Linked DNA regions of Mus musculus: regions 2, 3 and 4 are each linked to region 1. The links are chromatin contacts, called in public Hi-C and HiChIP or PLAC-seq maps. All regions are on one chromosome and are shown on one strand. The core of a region is the stretch at or near the end of the contact, and the rest is flanking DNA. Distances in the headings are between cores, read along the strand shown. Region 1 overlaps Batf3 (basic leucine zipper transcription factor, ATF-like 3). Region 2 has its middle 35 kb from the start of D730003I15Rik. Region 3 holds the start of Pacc1 (proton activated chloride channel 1). Region 4 has its middle 26 kb from the start of Nenf.

Region 1 (4,794 bases), core at 13-2,512:
TCCACAAACAAACAAACAAACAAACAAACAAACAAACATAAGTTTTAAAATTTAAAAACAAGGGCTGGAGATGGTTAAGATGGCTGCTCTTCCAGGAAGGTTGAGTTCAATTCCTAGCAACCATACAGTGGCTCACAACCATCTGTAATGGGATCCAATGTCCTCTTCTGGTATCTGAAGACAGCAATGGCATACTCATAGACATAAAATAAATCTTTTTTTAAAACGTAAAAGACAATAAGATTAAGGTCGTGGGCCATCATGTCTGCTAAGAGATGCAGCAGGAGGGGCAGCGGGTCACGTTTCATCTGCATGAGGCAGCAGAGAGGAATGCTGGTTCTCAGCTTGCTTTCTCCTTTTTCTTCAGCCTGCGGCCTCAGCTCACAGGATCATGCTGCCACGTTTAAGGTGGTCCCTCCCGGCTCAGTGAATCCCATCTAGAAAGTCCCTCATCCACAGGGACTGGTTTGTTTCCCAGGTGATTCTAGACTCTGTCACACTGGCTGTATTAAAGTGTCACAGTGCTGGTTTCTGTAGGGACAATCCTGAGAAGCTGCCACCTCTAAGTGCCCGCCCGTAGTGCTGAGACTCTGGCCTTGACTGCTTCAAATTGGGCTGCATTTCTGAGGGTTCTGCTTCAGTGTCATGGCTGCCCCCCCAGGGGCCGGGGTCCCCAAGTTCAGAACCCTTGAATCAGTACTATTTCCCTCTGCTCTTTCCCCTCCTTCCTGTCCCCATCTCTCAAAAGCCTTCTTGTGAGGCACAGACAACCCAGCAGGACCTCCTGCATGAAGAGGGAAGGCAGGGACACTGGTGAGTATTAAGGTTTGCACATTTCTCTTAGCTGTAGCTGGGCCAAGCCTACCGCCTCCTGTCAGTAAGAACGCCCAGGGCTGCAGAGGAAGGCCCCATCACTGGGAAAGAGAAGGGGCTTTCAAGTCTTTCACTTTCCTGCCTGTCACTGTTCTTCAAAGTTCTGGGGTAAAACTACGGCTGAATGCAGCCCCGAAACATCCGAGCTGTTCGAGGCAGGTCTTGTGCAAAATGCTACAGAATTTCGGACAGGAAGTTGTGTGGCTGTGTGGGCGTGAGGACCAGCTTCCTCCCTCTCTGACACTTTCTATGCTTTGGGGATCTTGCTCAGCGGCCTACCCTCCCCCCAAACCCAGCAGACCCCTCCCCCTTGAGGCCTCATACACAGCCTCTGACACAGGAACAGTGAAGACAGCAGGGTGAATCCCATCCTGGGCCACTACTCCCCTGTCCCTCATCTCTCCTAGACACGTGACCACTTCTGACAGCACGAAGGACTTTCAGTTCTTCAGAACAGAGGCACTTGTTGTGGTGTCTGTTTCCCAATGCTTGTCCTACCCTCTCCTTTCTGAGGCAGCTTCATCCCAGCACCTTGGCTAGCTTGTCTGGGTTCCCTGCCTCTGAAAACACAGTTTCTAGGTAACCAGCAGGGGCAGACTGTGTACCCTGCAGCTAGGGAGGGAGTCTCGAGAGTTCGGAAGCTAATTTGAATAGAATTATTGGTAGCAGATAGAGCAATTTGCATATTGGAACTAAGTGTGTGGATCAAGGATGTTCAGGAAACAACCAACAGAATCTGTAGATTGCTTCCTCACAGATGCGCTATCCTTAACTCTGCTAACCTTCTGCTACAAGAACAAGGCAGATTCAGACTCCAGTAGTAGGAGCCTGCCCTGACCAGCTGTGGTGGAGAAGCCTTGGCCCAACCCTCTGAACTCTTGAACTTGTGCCTCCCTCTCCTGGTACCCGAGACTCTTCATCTACAAACTGAAGGACAGAAGGCATGACTTTAACATCTCGTGGGCTTAAAATGCAGTATCCTGTGGTTCTCCTAGCAGACATAAACCTTGTCTTCTAACACCAGTCTTCTTAAGCCTCAGAAAGGAACTGTGCAATTTTAGCCCTTGCAAGCTAAGAGACAAGGAGGAAGGAATGCCCTCCCTCCTAGACAGGGGGCAGGGGGCTTGCAGGAGTGGCCAGTGTCAAGTCCTTTGCCTGGGAAGGGTTACAATCTAGTCTCTTTCCTCCTGTTGTTTTTTCTCCATCCCTCCTACTTTGTTTGTGCGTGCATGGTATGTGTGTACGTTCATGTGTACCAGCATATACATGTGCATTTATGCACATGGAGGGCAGAGGTCAACAGTGGAAGTCCCTCCTTCACTGCTCATTCCCTCCCCCTTTTTCTTCTTTCATCCTCTTCCATGTCCCCCAGATAGGGTTTTCCACTAAACCCAGGCAGGACTCACCATTGAGCCAGACTGCTGGCCTGCTAGCTACTGAGCTCCAGAGGCCCACCTGCCTCTCCTGAGCGGTGCTGAGGCTGCGGGTGTGCCCCAGGGGCACCTGGCCTTTTCCCTTTACCCGGATGGTGGGGATTGGACTGAGATCGTGCATGGTAAGCACTTCGCTGGCTGCGTGATCTCACCAGCATCATCTCTTTCTCTTCCCTTTTTTCTTCTTTCGTTCTTCTTTTTTAGCATCCATGCTTACAGCAAAGTCCTTTCCTTTCTGTCCCTGATTCTTGTTCCCTTTATAAGAAGGCTCCATCTAGCCAAGCGATGGTGGTGCGTGCTTTAACTCCAGCACTCAGGATGCAGAGGCAGGTGAATCTCTGTGAGTTGGAGGCCAGCCTGGTCTACAGAGTGAGTTCCAGAACAGCCAGGGCTACACAGAGAAATCCCGTCTCAAACAAAACAAAACAAACAAACAAAAAGATGATTCAAACTTTCACAACACTGGCGAGTCCAGGGAAAATGTGAAGAGGGCACAGGTTGCTCTCCTACTTGGCATTCCCATGTGTCTGCAAGAAGAATGGGCACCTGAGAAAGAGAACTGTTCTCTTCTCCCCAAATGCTTGTTTACTTAAATGAAGGGGCAGTGTGTCCACTGATCCTGTGCTGATGAACGAGCAAATGGAGCAGTTGGAAGGCCCAACCAGAAACAAAATTCTCAGGGCTGGAGAATCAGCCCAGCAGTTAAAAGCATTTTCTGCTCTTGCAAGGGACCTGAGTGTGGTTCCCAGCACCCACGTGGTAGCTCACAATTCCCTGTAACTCCAGGGGATCCGACATCTTTTGACGTCTGAGGAATCCTGTTATTAATGTGTAACAGGGCTGGTCTCTGGATGTGCACAGACACACACTCAGGCATACACACAAAATACAATTGTTTTTTTTAAAAAGGAAGAAAAATATTCCACCACTGTGGTGTAATCCCAGCACTTAGAAGGCAAAGGCAGGGGGCATTTCTTTGAGTTCTAAGCCAGCCAGGGATGCAGAATAAGATCTTGTCCTAAAGGTTGATAAATAATAATAAATAAACAAATAAAAATTCTATGGCTGAAATGAGGTAAGCCATACCAGATGGAAGACTGGGTAATGTCAATGATGTGAGCCACAAGTCAGCTCACTCTCTGAGAGCAAAAGTAAATCCCACGGTCTTAACTCTGCCATAGCCAAGGGCACTTCCCATCCGCTCTGGTTGAACAGGAGCGCTACCTGCAGTAGGATGACTTATGCAGAGGAGGGACTCTAGGAGTCCTGCATCCAAGAAGATGGACAAAGGAAACATTAGGTAACTATCTTTATTTTCCAAGTTCTAGACGAAAAGATCCTGCCAAAGGACAGCACCGGCTAGCTGCCAAAGTGAGAGAGGAACGACTCAAAGGGCCTTCTTGCTGGGGCCTCTGGATCCTCTGTCCTGGGGCCGGAAGGCAGGGGCCGGAAGTCAGATGCCCCAGAGCACGATGCTGAGCCCAGGCTGGCCCCAGAGCTCCCTGGAAGGGCACAGCCACATGTACCCCTGGACACAGGTGTGTAGGGAAACTCCTGAGTGTGCAAACCAAGGTTCCGAGCCGGACAAAGGAGGAGTGAGCTGGGGTGTCATCGTGGTAGACAGCTGGCCACGGGGTCTGACCGAAGCTGCACAAAGTTCATAGGACACAGCAGCAGCGGGCACATCTTCTCGTGCTCCTTCAGCACCTCGCTCAGGTGACGCAGCTCCTCCTTCAGCTTCGAAATCTCCCTGCGCAGCACAGAGTTCTCCTGCTCCAGGCTCTCGTGCTCCTGTTCAAGAGAGGACAGGCGGAGGCAGGTGTGGAGGTGGACAGGAACGGTCCCAGCTCTTGGGAGGTAGAGGCAGGAGGGTCAAGAATTCAAGGCCAGCCTGGGCTACACCAGACTCTTCAGATCTGTCTTTCCACGAGAATGAAATCGCCCTAAAAAAGCACAGCTTTCCTTTCTGAACCAACACTACTGAAGTATAATGTGTCTATATTAAGTGTCTGTGATTCAGGGCATTATGACAGAAGCAAGGAACCTGTGCTAACACACGGGACATCTCCATCACTCCGAAGTAGTCCCTCCTTTCCATCTGCATCAGCCCTCATCCCCAACACTGACTTGTTTTTTGAAGGGTTCTGGTGGGCTCACAGCCATCCCAACACCAGGAACAGCACCCAGGACGACATGCCTTCGGCTGTACTAACAATGCACAGACACATGCAGTCTTTTTTTTCTACTGCATAAGGCTGTAGAGGCTCAGAACTGAAGGAGATCAAAGAACTTCCTTGTCACTCCTGCCCCCCAAACTGTTAGGAACTTCTCATATGCAGGGCTGGCTCACACATCCATCTTGGGTTGGACACCCCCATCTTCAAGGGACAGTCCCTTCCATTTCTGCAATATTCCATCCTCTTTGTACTGAAAACTCCTCTCCTCCACATCCACCCATTGAGCCAGGCTCTACCTAATGGAGCCACAC
Region 2 (4,149 bases), core at 602-3,101, 150 kb before region 1:
CTACCAAGTCTTTCCTGCTCAGCGGTTAGCACACTTAACTTTCCTCATCCTCTCACTGGCTTTGTAGTTTCATGATTGGTGGGCAGGGTGGGATTTGGGAAGACCTGTGGCTTTTGGATAATAGAATCAACAGCTGAAGACATTTCCCTTGATGGCATGGTTTGTTGGCAGGGTTCATCTGCAGGATGTGCATAGTTGGCAGCTGGGCTGGGGATGGAGGGAGCCTCGTTGACATCTGGTGACTGCTGTTGTCTGGGAAGTCTCAGTTCTCCTCATTGCTCCCCCTCCCCCCACCGTCTTCCATCAACCTTGCCAGCTTGCTTAAGGGGTGCTCTCAGGGCACCACCACATCCAACAAATTCTACTGCTAAAAGCAATGCATTTCAAAGTAAAGACTTTCCTCTTGATGGAGGTATGGCAAAGCTGTACTGTAAAGGACCATGTGCAACCTAGTGGGTTTCTGTGGCTTTCTTCGCAGAAAGCCTATTGTGGAGCTATGGAAGATCTACCCCAGGAAAATCAGCTACATTTGGTGTCTCCCTGTGCTACCACCCTTCTCTACTGGAGTGTGAGTCCTGAACACTAATGTGGTTTTAGAATTTTGCTAACTGGGGTTGGAGAGATGGCTCAATGATTCAGAGCACTGGCCGCTGGTGCAGAGAACCCAGGTTCAGCTCCCAGCATCCGCACTGTCCATAACTTGAGTTCCAGCGCGTCTGATGTCCTTTTCTGACCTGTTCATTCAGCAGGCATGCAGTTGGCACATATACATACACACAGGCAAATATCCATCCACATGAGATAAAAATAAATAAACGCTTAGAACGGTGTTAACCAAATTCCCTAGTCCTGGGCAATGGTAGCTGTCCACGCCACAAGACTGTGCTGAGGATAACACAGAACACACGGATTCTCATCAAAGAACTGGGACTGGAGAAACTCGGGTTAGTAACTCTATACCATGGATAAATAGACTCTCATCCTCAATTTCCTTATTCATAAAATATGGCTTTGTGACCTCAAAGCAACACAATGTCTCGGCACAGGTAAACGACCAATAAATAGTACTATTTATTGGTGAGTTCTGTTTAACTCCTGGAAGACGAACTTGAGAAGAAGATTCTGAGCAGTTCTTCTGGGACTGCAGTGAGAGTCGAGTGAATTACAGACAGAGCCACTGACACAGTGCACAGCCATGTCTGTGTGCATGCCTGCAACAGGTCACAGCACCAGGCAGGAGGCTTGGCCAGGGCTAAGACACGAGCCCTCAGCACTGTGTCCATGTGGCCAGCCGTGGGGGAGTCTGCTTCACTGGAGGGAAGCCAGCAGCAGCAAGCTTGCCTTCAATAGCTTCCTGGCCTCTCCTCACTCTGGTGGCCAGCTTTCAGATGCCCACATCCCTCGTTCTATGATACTGCATGGAACATAAGGCAGGTGAGCATGCACTTAAAATGTAGTTCATATTTTTAACTAGCATGTGTGTGTGTAGGTTTGTGCATGTAAGCGCAGGTGCCCATGGAGGACAGGATCCCTGTGGATCTGGAATTAGAGGTGGTTGTGAGTAACCTGAAATGAGTGCTGGGAATCACAACTGGGTCCCTTGGAATAGCAGTCTGGTCATTTAAATGAGGAATGTCCTCTGTGAGCTCGAATGTTTGAACGCTCAGTCCCCAGGTGTTGGTGCTATTTGGGGAGGTTCTGGTACCTTTAAGAGGTTGAGCCTGGCTGGAGGAAGTAGTCGCTGAGGGTGAGCTTTGAGGTTTTTCTTTGATGTTTGATAAGCCTGGCCCCTCTTCCTGCTCTCTGTGATTTCTGTGTGATCAGCAGCTTCCTGCTGCCATGACTTCCCCATCATGATCCTGTTCTCTGCCAATAGAACCAAATGCCACAACAAACCCAGCTTCCGTGAGCCCTGAGTTCTTTTGTCAGGATCTCTTACCACAACAACAGGAGAGTGGCCAATACGAGCAGAGCTTGGTCTTGGACCAATTGGAAGCCCTCTCTCCCTGGTGCAGCCCCGGCATACACTTCTCCCGTTCACAGCTTCCATTCATTTTCAGAGAGGTCTTCCTCCAAACTCCTGGTTAAGCATCACAACTCTAGGGCCCTTCCTCTTCTAAACAGCCGGCTTCTAGTGTGGTTTGGGGTGAGAGGTAACATTGTGATACAATTAGGATTAGCAGGGAGAGGCTGGGATGTGAGGAAAATCCAGATGTTTTCCTGTCTGCTACAGAAGTGAGCTTCACAGAAAGCAGAACGCTACTCCACCGAATGTGCTCAGGGTTCCTTTTGGCTGTGGAGTGAGCCAACTTTCATCCAGGTTTATGTCCATCTAAAGTGTCTGCCTGCTTCCTAATTCTCCTCCCACTGCTCCCAGACCACACTGGGAAAGCTCAGGCTTCCTTAGAGAGCTGTGGGTATTTCTGAAGGGCTGGCTGGCTCTTCCTTGGGGTGCTTCCAACAATGGTTCTTCTTAGTGGCCACATCTATGACTAATTCTTCAGGCTACAGTTTTTCTCACAAAAATGGTCGTGTATAATTTTTAAGAGAAAAGAATATCCCCAGAAGAACTATAGCATCCAACTAGATCTTTCTCTAGTTTAATTTTTTTTAAATCTTCTGACTCAAAGGAAGAACAAGAAATTTCCCGCAGGTTCTGAAATATCTGTTGCCATCCCATGGAGGGCAAGCTGAAGTCTCTTGGGATACAAGGTGGCAAACAAAAAGATAATTCTGGACCCCACGTGTCCAATGTGAAATGTAAGCAAAGCCACTTTCTCCCTAGCTGGCCAGTTCTCCCTCCTTCTCCTGGCCCCATCTATGCTTGCTTCAGGTTGGGAGGGAGGGAGTCAGAGCCAGGATGGCTGAGGGCAGGGGGCATTGGCCTGACGGTTGTCCTCTTGCAGCTCCTGTGGGATGATGGGATGCCTCACTCCAATTGAGGCATCGGGGATGTCTTTCTCATAGTCCATTTATCACTGAGCCATCACAACAGTTCAGCTGAAGTGGCAGAGGCATTCCCAGTTCACAGTGTCCCCTGCTGAGTTCTTGAGAATGGGGAGGGCCACAGGTGGAAAGATCATAGCTGTTTGAAGTTGGCAACTCTACAGAAGAGGGTGTGGGTCACAGAGAGGTCACAGGAAGAGGATTTCTGCCTCAGGCCCTGGTAAACAGATTCTGGCTTTTCAGCCATCTTTGGCAGCACTGAAGATTGGGGGATGGAGTGGGGGTGGGTGGGACAGGGCTTGGTGGCAGATAATTAGGGTTCAAATCCTGGCTTTGGACAACCTCAGGCAGATTTCTTAATCTCTTTAGGCTCTCTCTCCCTCATCTGTGGAGTGACGATAACACCTGTAACTTGGGAGGTATGTGGCTTTGAGCATAAGGCCAGCACACAGCAAGTGACCTCGTTGGTCTTGCCAGTTCTAGCCAGTGCCACCAGCCTTTTTGGCTCACTGCCTGCTTTCTCTCATCTCCTGACCTTGCCTCTTGATCAACCCCCTTGCTGTTTCTTTTGAAATATGGATAACAACTAATTCTCAGCTAGCACATGAGCTGGTATTCCTGTCCCTACTTGACAGCTTAGACGCTGAGGCAAGCTGGGCCATTTCTACAAGGCTCAAGCTGCGTCAATACTGGGCTTTGAGCTTGGGTTGGAATCTAAATCCAGTCTCCAGCAGCTCTGTGGTAAATTCATGGTCCTAGGCCAGCTGTCAAGGGAGACCTGGGTGTGCCCAAGTGTTCCTGTCACCAAACTCTTCCCAAGCATTTTATCCCTGGCCTTTGGACAGTTGTCAAAGGGGAAGGCAGAAGGAATCTTTAGAGGGTGCAGAGAATGCAGTGCGGCCTTGAGCTGTTGCTGACTGTCCTTGCTATGTAGCAGGCTCCATGCAGGTCCTGAAGCTGTGAGATCTCCAATGTGCGAAACTAAGCTGTCCCACCCCGCCCATGCACACTCTCCAAGCACAAGGATCCTGCCCTGTTTTTCTGAGTCTCTTTCACTCACAACAGGGCCCATCCCTCAATAACATCTGATTGACTGATTGACCAACAGCCAGGTCAGAAGACAAAGGTCACACTGAACACAGCAGGACCTTGCTGGGCTGCTGAAGCAGGCGAGGGACCAGACCCTTGCCCCGGAAGCCTCCT
Region 3 (4,441 bases), core at 598-3,097, 210 kb before region 1:
GTCCAAACAGGACAAGTACTGGAGTCACCCTTCAGCATCTCCCAGAGCCACAGTCAGTTAGTGAAACAGAAATCACGCCACCTTGGTCTCATTCCAAAGCCCACGGTCCTAACCACTTCCTAGAGGAAGAGGAAATGTGGCTTAGAGTCCACTCAGAGAAAAAAAACTGACAACAGCAAAACTGGTGTCTCCGTGGGACACTAAAGCCCACAGATGTGGGTGCAAATGGCAAAGCAGGGGCGACAGATGTCCAGGTACCAGGCAACCGCAATCTAGCTCAGCAGTCTTCTCACATGACCTGTCAGACGGGAGAAATCTTGCTGCTGAGAAAGCAAAGTCCGGGATCAGTGTCCCATCATTTTAGGCAGGTGAACCCCGTGGTTTGCAGGGGTCCAGCCCAGGCTCATCGGGATATCACATGAAAAGGTACCTTTTCTCCACTCAGAGACAGGGTCTCATGTAATCCAGGCTGGCTTCAAACTCACTATAGTGGAGAATGACCTCGAATTTCTGGGCCTTCAGCCTCTACCTCCTAGTACTAAGCAAGTACTGAACCATCTCGGCTACAGACACCCCCAGCCCTCAGAGATCTTTCACATTTACCCTAGATGATTTACATAAAAGAAAAAAAAACCAAAACAACAACAACAAAACAAAACAAAACTCAAGAGGGACAGTGGTCCCAAGAACCCAGGTATAGTGGCAATCCCCGTCCCTCCAATCGCCTTCTTGATACTCAGCAGCCAGCACAAGCCTTTGCCTATCCCAGGCCAAACTTCTCAGAAAGCTCCTTTCTAGAGCGGAACCTCAGCAAATACCTAATTTCATTAGGTCCGCTCTCAAAACAACCCGGGCAAGAAAGATGCAAGCCAGTCTTCTTGGGACTTCAAACAGATCTGAAGAACGCAAAGGGAGGCGGGGCCTCTTTAACGCCTTCTACCATTAGGCACGATTCCAGTGAGCACCTGAATCTATCTACTTGTGGCCTTGCTCTGCGAACAGGACAACAGCCTGTATTTCAATACATTATCTTATAAGCTCTGCTACACTGCGGTCCTCTGAAGCTAGTACCCCAAAACTCCGCAGAAGCAAGAGCTGTCTGCATCCTGGTATTCACCCGGGATCATCAGTGACCCCAGGGCGCTGAGTTCAGCACGCTGCTAACTCGTTTGGAGAGTGTGAGTTTCCAGTGTGGCCAGGGCCTCCGTGGGTGGAGACGGACATGGAGACAAGCTAAGGTTGGGCTGCTCCGGTTGGACAAGGTCTAACGGCATGGGGCGGCTGCACGGCCTCGAGCAAACCTGGACAGTGGTGGCTGACGGCTAAGGATGCGGCGTCGCGGAAAGACACCCAGGCAGGGCAGAGCCGGGGAAGCCCCACACCAGAGGAACAGAAGGGGCCCGGAGCCAGCGCGGCTCTGCGAAGGGAAGCGGGAGGTTCGGGCGACAGACAAAGGGCTGCTGGGGTTCTGGGGAAGGCGAGGAGCTGCCGAGGAGCTGCTGGCCACACGCGTTCCCCACAGCCAGACTCCAGGGTCCCTTGTTATCCCCGCGTGCCGGGACCACGCAGGGGCTCCACCTGCTGCAGAGCCCGCATGCCACGGAGTGCCAATCATCCACCTGCACCGGGGTCGCGGCGCCCTGCCCGCCCTCCGCGCCCGTCCGGTCCGCACCTCCTGGTAGGACGTGGAGAGTTCTTGTCGGATCATGGCACTGGCCCTCTACGGCTCACCAGGGACCGCGACGCCGCAGGAGGCGCGAGCTCCAAGATGTGCCCGCTCTACTAAGCAAGACCCGCTCTAGTCTACCGCCCAAGACCAGGCGTGGCGGCGCTCAACGCATGCGCATCTTTTGCTGCCGCCGCGGGCGACGCTGGGAGTTGTAGTTCTAGGTGCCGGGAGCGGTGGGGAAAGCACCAGCTGGGCTCAACCTCCCGCTAGAGAGGCAAGCAATAGCCTCGCACTTCCTCTCTTTGTTACAGGCAGAAAAATGGAGTGCCTGAGTGCAGCATGGCACAAAGGCCAGTCGGAGCGCCCAGTAAGGGGAGAGGAAACTGGGCCTTGCGGTTTATAATGACAATAAATGTCCAAAGAGCCCTTTGTGTACCAAGCTCTCCGTACGCTTACGTCTTGATCCTTCAAGGAATCCTGCAAAGGAAACTTTTTTTCTCTCTCTCTATTTTACAGATTAGTACACTGAGGTAATGAGGATACCTTCTGTCAGTAAGGATAGGGAGAGAGTGATGATCGAGAAGTTATTTCATCTGAGAAAGGAATAACAAAATTCTAGAGTTCAACAAGGCTTGTGACAGCCAGCAGTCGATATGGACTGTGTGAAACAACCCTGGCTCAGGTTGCACCTTCCAGAGCCAAGCAATGGGTTGCAATAGTTGTATAGTTTACTAAGGTTCCTGTAGAGTGTGTGTAAGTACCTGTGGCTGGTACCGCCATGAGGTAGTCAGCTGGCTATCTGAGTCTATGTAAGACAGCCAGGGCAGAAGGTGGAGCCCAGCAGGATCTGCTCTTGGTTGATAGACATTTTCTCTCTCTCAGTGACACAGATATAGGCCAGATTAAAAATAGATAAAGACGGGTTTATTAGCTGGCAGCTCTCAGGAGGGTTCACCAATCTCACAGGTGGGGGTCAGCAAAGTCCCACTCCTAGAATAAAGCAAGGCAGTTTTATAGGTTTTAGGCAAGGAGTGATGACCTGCCAGCTAGGAGCTAGTCTTGTGTCCATACATGGTCAAAACCTAAGCCCCTGGGTGGGCACTCTTGGTGGGATGCTGGAAACAGGGAGACAGGAGTGATGATGTGTTAGCCAGGAGTTTTCTCCAAGCAGACAGGAGTGGCGGTAGGGTGTCTCTGTGGGGGCAGGGTTGGGGAAGGAGAGCAGGCGTGGTTTCCCTACCTTGTGCAGGGGGTGAGCAGGGGTTCCAGCCTAATATTGGTCATGGCATCCAATTGCCTCATCTGGTAAAAGCTCTTGCTTATATGTCAGAATGAGCATCGGAAGGAAGACTTAAGAACTTAGCAGATCTCTGGTAAAAGTTTAACATTTTTATCAAAGTGTGCCAGGGAGAAGTGGGCTCCTCTCTTTGTGTCTTACCACCACTCTTCCCTGCCCTGCCACCTGGTCCTCTGCTCTTCCATCTATTAAATGGGCCAGAATGTAGACAAATGCGCACTTGATGGTTGCCAAAACTTTGGGAAGCAGCTATAGACAGTCAGTATGTGTAGCGCTTAATACCATGTAGGTACCTAACGAATTCTGGGTAAGTTCATTAATGGAATACCAGTTTACATCTCATTTAATGAATGTTATTGTACCAGCTGGTTTTATGTCAACTGGACACAACTTTGGAGGAGTGAAAGTCAATTAAAAAACTGACTCCACTGTATTGGCCGGTGGGCAAGCCTGTGGTGCATTTTCTTGGTTGGTGATAGATGTGGGAGGGCCCGGCTCACTTGGGCAGTGCCACCCTGCCTGGGCTGATGGTCCTGGGTGCAATAAGAAAGCAGGCTGAGCAAGCCATGAGGAGTAAGCCAGTAAGCAGCACTCCTCCATGGCCTCTACATCAGCTCCTGCCCGGACTTCCCTGGGTGATAGATTTTTAAACTGTAAGGTGAATTTAAACTCTTTCTTTCCCAAGTTACCTTTGATCATAGCATTTTATCAGAGTTATTCAAACCCTAAAGACATTTACCAAACAAAAATACCAGCAACAGCCGGGCGGTGGTGGCGCACGCCTTTAATCCTAGCACTTGGGAGGCAGAGGCAGGCAGATTTCTGAGTTCGAGGTCTACAGAGTGAGTTCCAGGACAGCCAGGGCTATACAGAGAAATCCTGTCACTAAAAACCAAAACCAAACCAAACCAAAAAAATACCAGGAACTAATTAAATTTCCCACTGTGTTGATAAAAGGGTAGCTGATAGAATGTGCCATACAGGATTTAATAGCCGAGAAGAACCAGATAGATCTGAGGCCATACTCACTACCATACACTGTGCCGCATCCACACCGGATCCAGAAATGAGCAAGACACCCAGCTCCCTCATTCCTGTGGCTCTGTGGAACGAGTGTGGAGAGAACATAAAATAGGGGTTTCAGCCCTTGAGGTCCCCAAGGACTCTTCTCCCAGGGTCATGCTTCAGAAGTGTGTGACTTCTGTTTTTCAGGCCAGGTGGCTGTTTCCTCATGTCCCTTCTTGTTTGTCTTATGCATTGCTAGTATGTGTGTGTGTGTGTGTGTGTGATGGTGTGTGGTGTGTATGTGGAGATCAGAGGACAACTTTTAAAATTAAATTTATTTATTCACTTTACAAACCAATATCAGCCCTTCCTCTACTCCCAGTACCCCCTCAAGTAAGTCCTCCCCCCATTTACCTTAGAAAGGGAAGCCCCCCTCTGGATGTCAACCCTCCCCCCACACCCATCTTAAT
Region 4 (4,283 bases), core at 597-3,096, 180 kb before region 1:
GGGCCTCATCTACCCCTCTAGCTCACCCATCTTCCTGTGCATGTGGCTTGGCTGACCTTTTCTGAATCCCCTTAACCTTGTCAGAGCTCTTCCCTACAGCTCAGCACATGCCAGGTTTCCCCATAGGCAGCAGGGAACATCCCAAACCACGGTGCTCCAGCTTAGGAAGGTCCTGGCTGAGGTTCCACAGCACTCACTTTGTAACTCCAGAGCATTCGAGCTCTCTGTACGTGTTGCATTTCTGTTGCTGGGGTTAAGTACTCTGACAAACAACTCCGGGGAGAGCTTGTTTTAGTTTACAACTCCAGGTTACAGACCATGACAGTGACGAGGCCAAGGCAGGAAGCCGAAGCAGCCAGCCACAGCTGTGAAGAAAAGGAATCCATACATATTTACTGCTCAGCTCTCTTCCTCCACTCTTACATTGTCCAGGGCCCTGCCTACTGTGCCTAGTGTTGCCACAGTAGGTCGGTCTTTCCACCGCCATTAAGGTAATCAAGACAGTCCCACCACCACCAAGGCCAATCTGATCTAAAGAATCTTTCACTGAGACTGTTGCCAGTCTAGTCTACCTTGTATCATTTGTACAATTAAAAAGTATCACAGGTATCAGAGATAGCTTAGCAGTTAAAGGCTAGGCTCACAACTTGAACACTAGCCACCATAGGGGCTGAGAGATAGCTCAGCCTTTAAAGGCTAGGCTCACAATTGAAACACTAGCTACCACACTGTCTTAGTTAGGGTTTTATTGCTATGAACAGACACCATGACCAAGGCAAGTCTTATAAAAAAACATTTAATTGGGACTGGCTTACAAGTTCAGGGGTTCAGTCCATCATCATCAAGGTGGGAGCAGGGCAGTATCCAGGCTGGCATGGTCCAGGCAGAGCTGAGAGTTCTACATCTTCATCCAAAGGCTGCTAGTGGAAGACTGACTTCCAGGCAACTAGAGTGAGAGTCTTAAGCCCGTACCCACAGTGACACACCTACTCCAACCAGGTCACACCTATTCCAACAAGGCCACACCTCCAAATGGTGCCACTCCCTGGCCCAAGAATATACAAACCATCACACACCCTGTCCATCACACACCCTGTCCACACACCCTGTCCATCACACACCCTGTCCATCACACACCCTGTCCATCACACACCCTGTGCCTTGCTGTTCTTTCTGATCTCATTTTGTGTGAACACTAACATCCTCCCTACAGTGCTGCTCTGAGGATGATGTCAGACCATGTATGTGAAGGGAAATGTGGAGCTTGCATGGGATGTTGTATCCATCAGCAGCTCACAGCAGAGCTGGACCACACAACGTGGTTAGAGTTGTCACTGGTGGCAGTCACCTGCGGCAACCTGCTTTATATTTCTGGTTAAAATTTCCTCATACATAAAATGGGACTGTCATATGGTGCCCAGTGGGGAATGACGTAGAGTTGCGCTTGCCCTTGGTGCCCTGCCCCCTCTGCACTTGGCCTTGAAAAGGACTATGTGAGCAACTGATTATATTCCTTCTGGAATGGTGAGCTGTGTCTCCTCTGTGTTGGAGACACCAGGTGTGATGAAGAATTTGGAGCAAAGGACCCCAGCCACACTCAGCTTCCACCTGTCTACCTCTTCTCTGAAGTCCCCAACCCTGATTCTTGATCTAATTACCTCTGTCCCCAGAGCTGTCCTACAACCTCCTTGGTCATCTGTCAGCCACTTGGGACAGAGGCAGAGAGCCACTTATTCCTCCTAGGAGGGGCTGCTCTGCCCTGGGAGGGGGATACCCCACGCATCACTTAAGGGCTGACTGCCCAGCTCCAGGCAAGTGTATTCGAGTGCCAATGCCAGGCAGGCTCAGATGAATCACCTCCCGTTCCATGTGGTCACCCTGGCTGGCAACAGAGGCCCTGTGTGCTTCTCTGTGTGGTTTCTTTCCATTCCGTGAGTCAGAAGGCACCAGTCACTGGCCATGTGATGCCGTAGTCTCCTGCCAAGGAACAGTGGCAAAGAATTTCTGGAAAACCCTGGAAGGACAAGGGAGGGCAGATGTGGTTGCCAGAAACAGGCCTGAGCTGAGAGGGCTGGATGCAATCTTGTGAGATTAGCATGGGGAAAGGGGCTCTGGTCTCATGAGGCCAAAGGCCCCTATAGTAGCAGCAGCTGCTGGGTGTAGGGCCAAACCTGGTTTCCCTGTGGTGGAATAACATGATCATTTGGTCTAATTATAAGCAGAAAGCTTTTTGTAATGTAAAAAATCTTGGTCATTTAAGAACTATAAAAAGGAAGAACTGCCCCTAGCAGACACTTTTTATTTATTAATTTCTTTAGTGTTGGCCTTTATAAAAAAAGGATGAAGAAGTAAAAGGAGGAGGAAGAGGAAGAGGAGGAGGAGGAGGAAAAAGAGGAGGAGGAGGAGGAGAGGAGGGGGAGGAGGAAGAGGAGGAGAGGAGGGGGAGGAGGAGAGGAGGGGGAGGGGAGGAAGAGGATGAGGAAGAGGAGGAGAGGAGGGGGAGGAGGAGAGGAGGGGGAGGGAAGGAAGAGGATGAGGAAGAGGAAGAGGAAGAAGAAGATCATTAGACTGTTCTGTCCTGGAACTCACTATGTAGACCAGGCTGGCCTCAAACTCACAGAGATCTGCCTACCTCTGCTCCTGAGTGCTAGGATTAAAAACATGGGCCACTATACCTGGCTGACTTATTATTTCTTTAATTATGTGTATGTGTAGGGGTATGTGCACATGTGTGCAGGTGATTGCAGAAGCCAGGAGCATCAGACACCCTAGAAAACTGGTTACAGTTGGCTGTGAGCCACCTGCCATGGGTGCTGGGAATGGATCTGTCCTCTTCAAGAGCGAGATGGTTCTGGCTGACAAGCCAGCTCCCCAGCCTCTAGTTTTCTGGCTTTTTGCTACTCACTGTGTAGCCAGGCTGGTTTCAAAGCTACTATGTAGCTCGAGCTGGCCTCTGGTTATGGAGTGCTGGGATTACAGACCTGCACCACCACAGACACTGTTCCAGCTTGCCAAGATGTTTCCTGTACATACATAGTGCCACCTGCCTGCCCCTGGCCTGTCATACTGCTGGACACTGCCCAAGTCTGGTCTTGATATTACCTGATGCCTGGGATACTGCGACTCTAGGTCCCTAGGATGGCAGTCAGCACAGAGTCAGCGGCCTCCCTTCTTGTGCTCCCTGGCCCCTGAAGGTGTCTTTTTTTTTTTTTTTTAAGATTTATTTATTTATTATATGTAAGTACACTGTAGCTGTCTTCAGACACACCAGAAGAGGACGTCAGATCTTGTTACGGATGGTTGTGAGCCACCATGTGGTTGCTGGGACTTGAACACTGGACCTTTGGAAGAGTAGTCGGGTACTCTTACCCACTGAGCCATCTCACCAGCCCTGAAGGTGTCTTAAAGGCTAAACGAGTCTCAACCAAATATGAGAAGACCCTTTGCTCAGAGCCTCAGGATTTACCACACCATCCCTGAGAGTCTGTGGATAGCTGGTTCCACATAACGACCAATGAGGATGTCACACATTCTAGCATTCTGGCTTTATTCCTAAGGAAGAGTTATAATAAATGAACTACCCAGTATATTCCTTATTGTAACTGTTAATGTGGTCATGTATGTGTGTGTGTGCCTTTGTGTGTGCATGTGCATGCATGCATGTATTAGTGTGTGTGTGGTATGTGGTATGTATGTGGAATGTGGTGGTCTGAGGGAGAAATGTCCTCCATAGGCTCAGGTATTTAGATGCTTGGTCCCCAGTTGCTTGACTGTTTGGGGAGGCTCTGGAACCTGTAGGCTTTCTGGTGGATGTCCATTAGTGAGAGAGAGTGGGTGTTGGGAGTTTCTAACCTCACTCGCAGTGTGCTCTTCTTGCTTTGTAGTTACTGTTGAAGATGCGATTTCTCCACTTCCTGATCCTGCTGCCATGTCTGCTGCTTCTGCCACCGCTCCCTGCCAGGATGGACTCCAGCCCTCCAGGATCATATGCTTAAACAACCCTTCCTTCTATAAGTTGCCCTTGTGGTCCTTTTTATCCCAACAACAAAAGGTACTGATAATAGCATTACCATACAGAATAGTATTAGTCCTTAGCGGGTTTTTGTTGTTGTTATTTGGTTTTGTTTTTCAAGACAAGGTTTTTCTATGTAGCCCTGGATGCCCTGGAACTCACTCTGTAGACCAAGCTAGCCTTGAACTTGAAGATCTGCCTCCCTCTGCTTCCTGGGTTCTGGGATAAAAGACATACACCACCATGCCTGGCTAGTCCTTGGTAATTATGA

Evidence for each region. A called contact is a pair of places that touch in the nucleus more often than the background predicts. HiChIP or PLAC-seq counts read pairs in DNA pulled down with a chosen protein or histone mark.
Region 2: a contact with region 1 is called in an H3K4me3 HiChIP or PLAC-seq map of bone marrow-derived macrophages, with 2.8 times the contacts expected there. The contact joins two enhancer-like sites. A contact is called at or near these places in 1 of 15 datasets of contacts at CTCF or cohesin (the NIH/3T3 cell line), 2 of 484 Hi-C or Micro-C datasets (the AML12 cell line and embryonic stem cells), 3 of 115 datasets of contacts at active chromatin or transcription factors (the HPC-7 cell line, bone marrow-derived macrophages and embryonic stem cells) and 1 of 9 other capture datasets (embryonic stem cells).
Region 3: an H3K27ac HiChIP or PLAC-seq map of microglia shows a contact between it and region 1, with 4 times the contacts expected there. The contact joins the promoter of Pacc1 here to the enhancer-like site in region 1. A contact is called at or near these places in 1 of 39 promoter capture datasets (macrophages), 1 of 484 Hi-C or Micro-C datasets (bone marrow-derived macrophages), 3 of 115 datasets of contacts at active chromatin or transcription factors (memory CD8 T cells, microglia and pancreatic cancer cells) and 2 of 9 other capture datasets (adipose tissue and liver).
Region 4: a Hi-C map of bone marrow-derived macrophages shows a contact between it and region 1, with 39 read pairs. The contact joins two enhancer-like sites. A contact is called at or near these places in 2 of 15 datasets of contacts at CTCF or cohesin (CD8 T cells and large pre-B cells), 5 of 484 Hi-C or Micro-C datasets (bone marrow-derived macrophages, embryonic stem cells and stem cell-derived epiblast-like cells) and 8 of 115 datasets of contacts at active chromatin or transcription factors (the 230-238 cell line, the HPC-7 cell line, bone marrow-derived dendritic cells and 4 more).

Annotation. Positions count from the first base shown.
Region 1 is chr1:191,107,754-191,112,547 of GRCm38.p6, reverse strand. Batf3 (basic leucine zipper transcription factor, ATF-like 3) reads right to left here. Exons shown (of 3, transcript NM_030060.2): 3 at 3,605-4,097. The coding sequence ends at 3,915. Among named protein-coding and RNA genes, the nearest start is that of Gm46178, 11 kb to the left of the region's middle. Within about 2 kb of position 1,262, at least 74 of the 459 cell types and tissues checked have an H3K27ac peak or open chromatin away from gene starts, as enhancers often do. A contact at or near this core is called in adipose tissue, bone marrow-derived macrophages, liver and 2 more, where this site is marked.
Region 2 is chr1:191,257,008-191,261,156 of GRCm38.p6, reverse strand. No RefSeq gene overlaps it. Among named protein-coding and RNA genes, the nearest start is that of D730003I15Rik, 35 kb to the right of the region's middle. Within about 2 kb of position 1,851, at least 66 of the 459 cell types and tissues checked have an H3K27ac peak or open chromatin away from gene starts, as enhancers often do. A contact at or near this core is called in bone marrow-derived macrophages, where this site is marked.
Region 3 is chr1:191,323,308-191,327,748 of GRCm38.p6, reverse strand. Pacc1 (proton activated chloride channel 1) reads right to left here and starts at 1,847. Exons shown (of 8, transcript NM_025864.4): 1 at 1,673-1,847. The coding sequence starts at 1,708.
Region 4 is chr1:191,290,189-191,294,471 of GRCm38.p6, reverse strand. No RefSeq gene overlaps it. Among named protein-coding and RNA genes, the nearest start is that of Nenf, 26 kb to the left of the region's middle. Within about 2 kb of position 1,846, at least 132 of the 459 cell types and tissues checked have an H3K27ac peak or open chromatin away from gene starts, as enhancers often do. A contact at or near this core is called in bone marrow-derived macrophages, where this site is marked.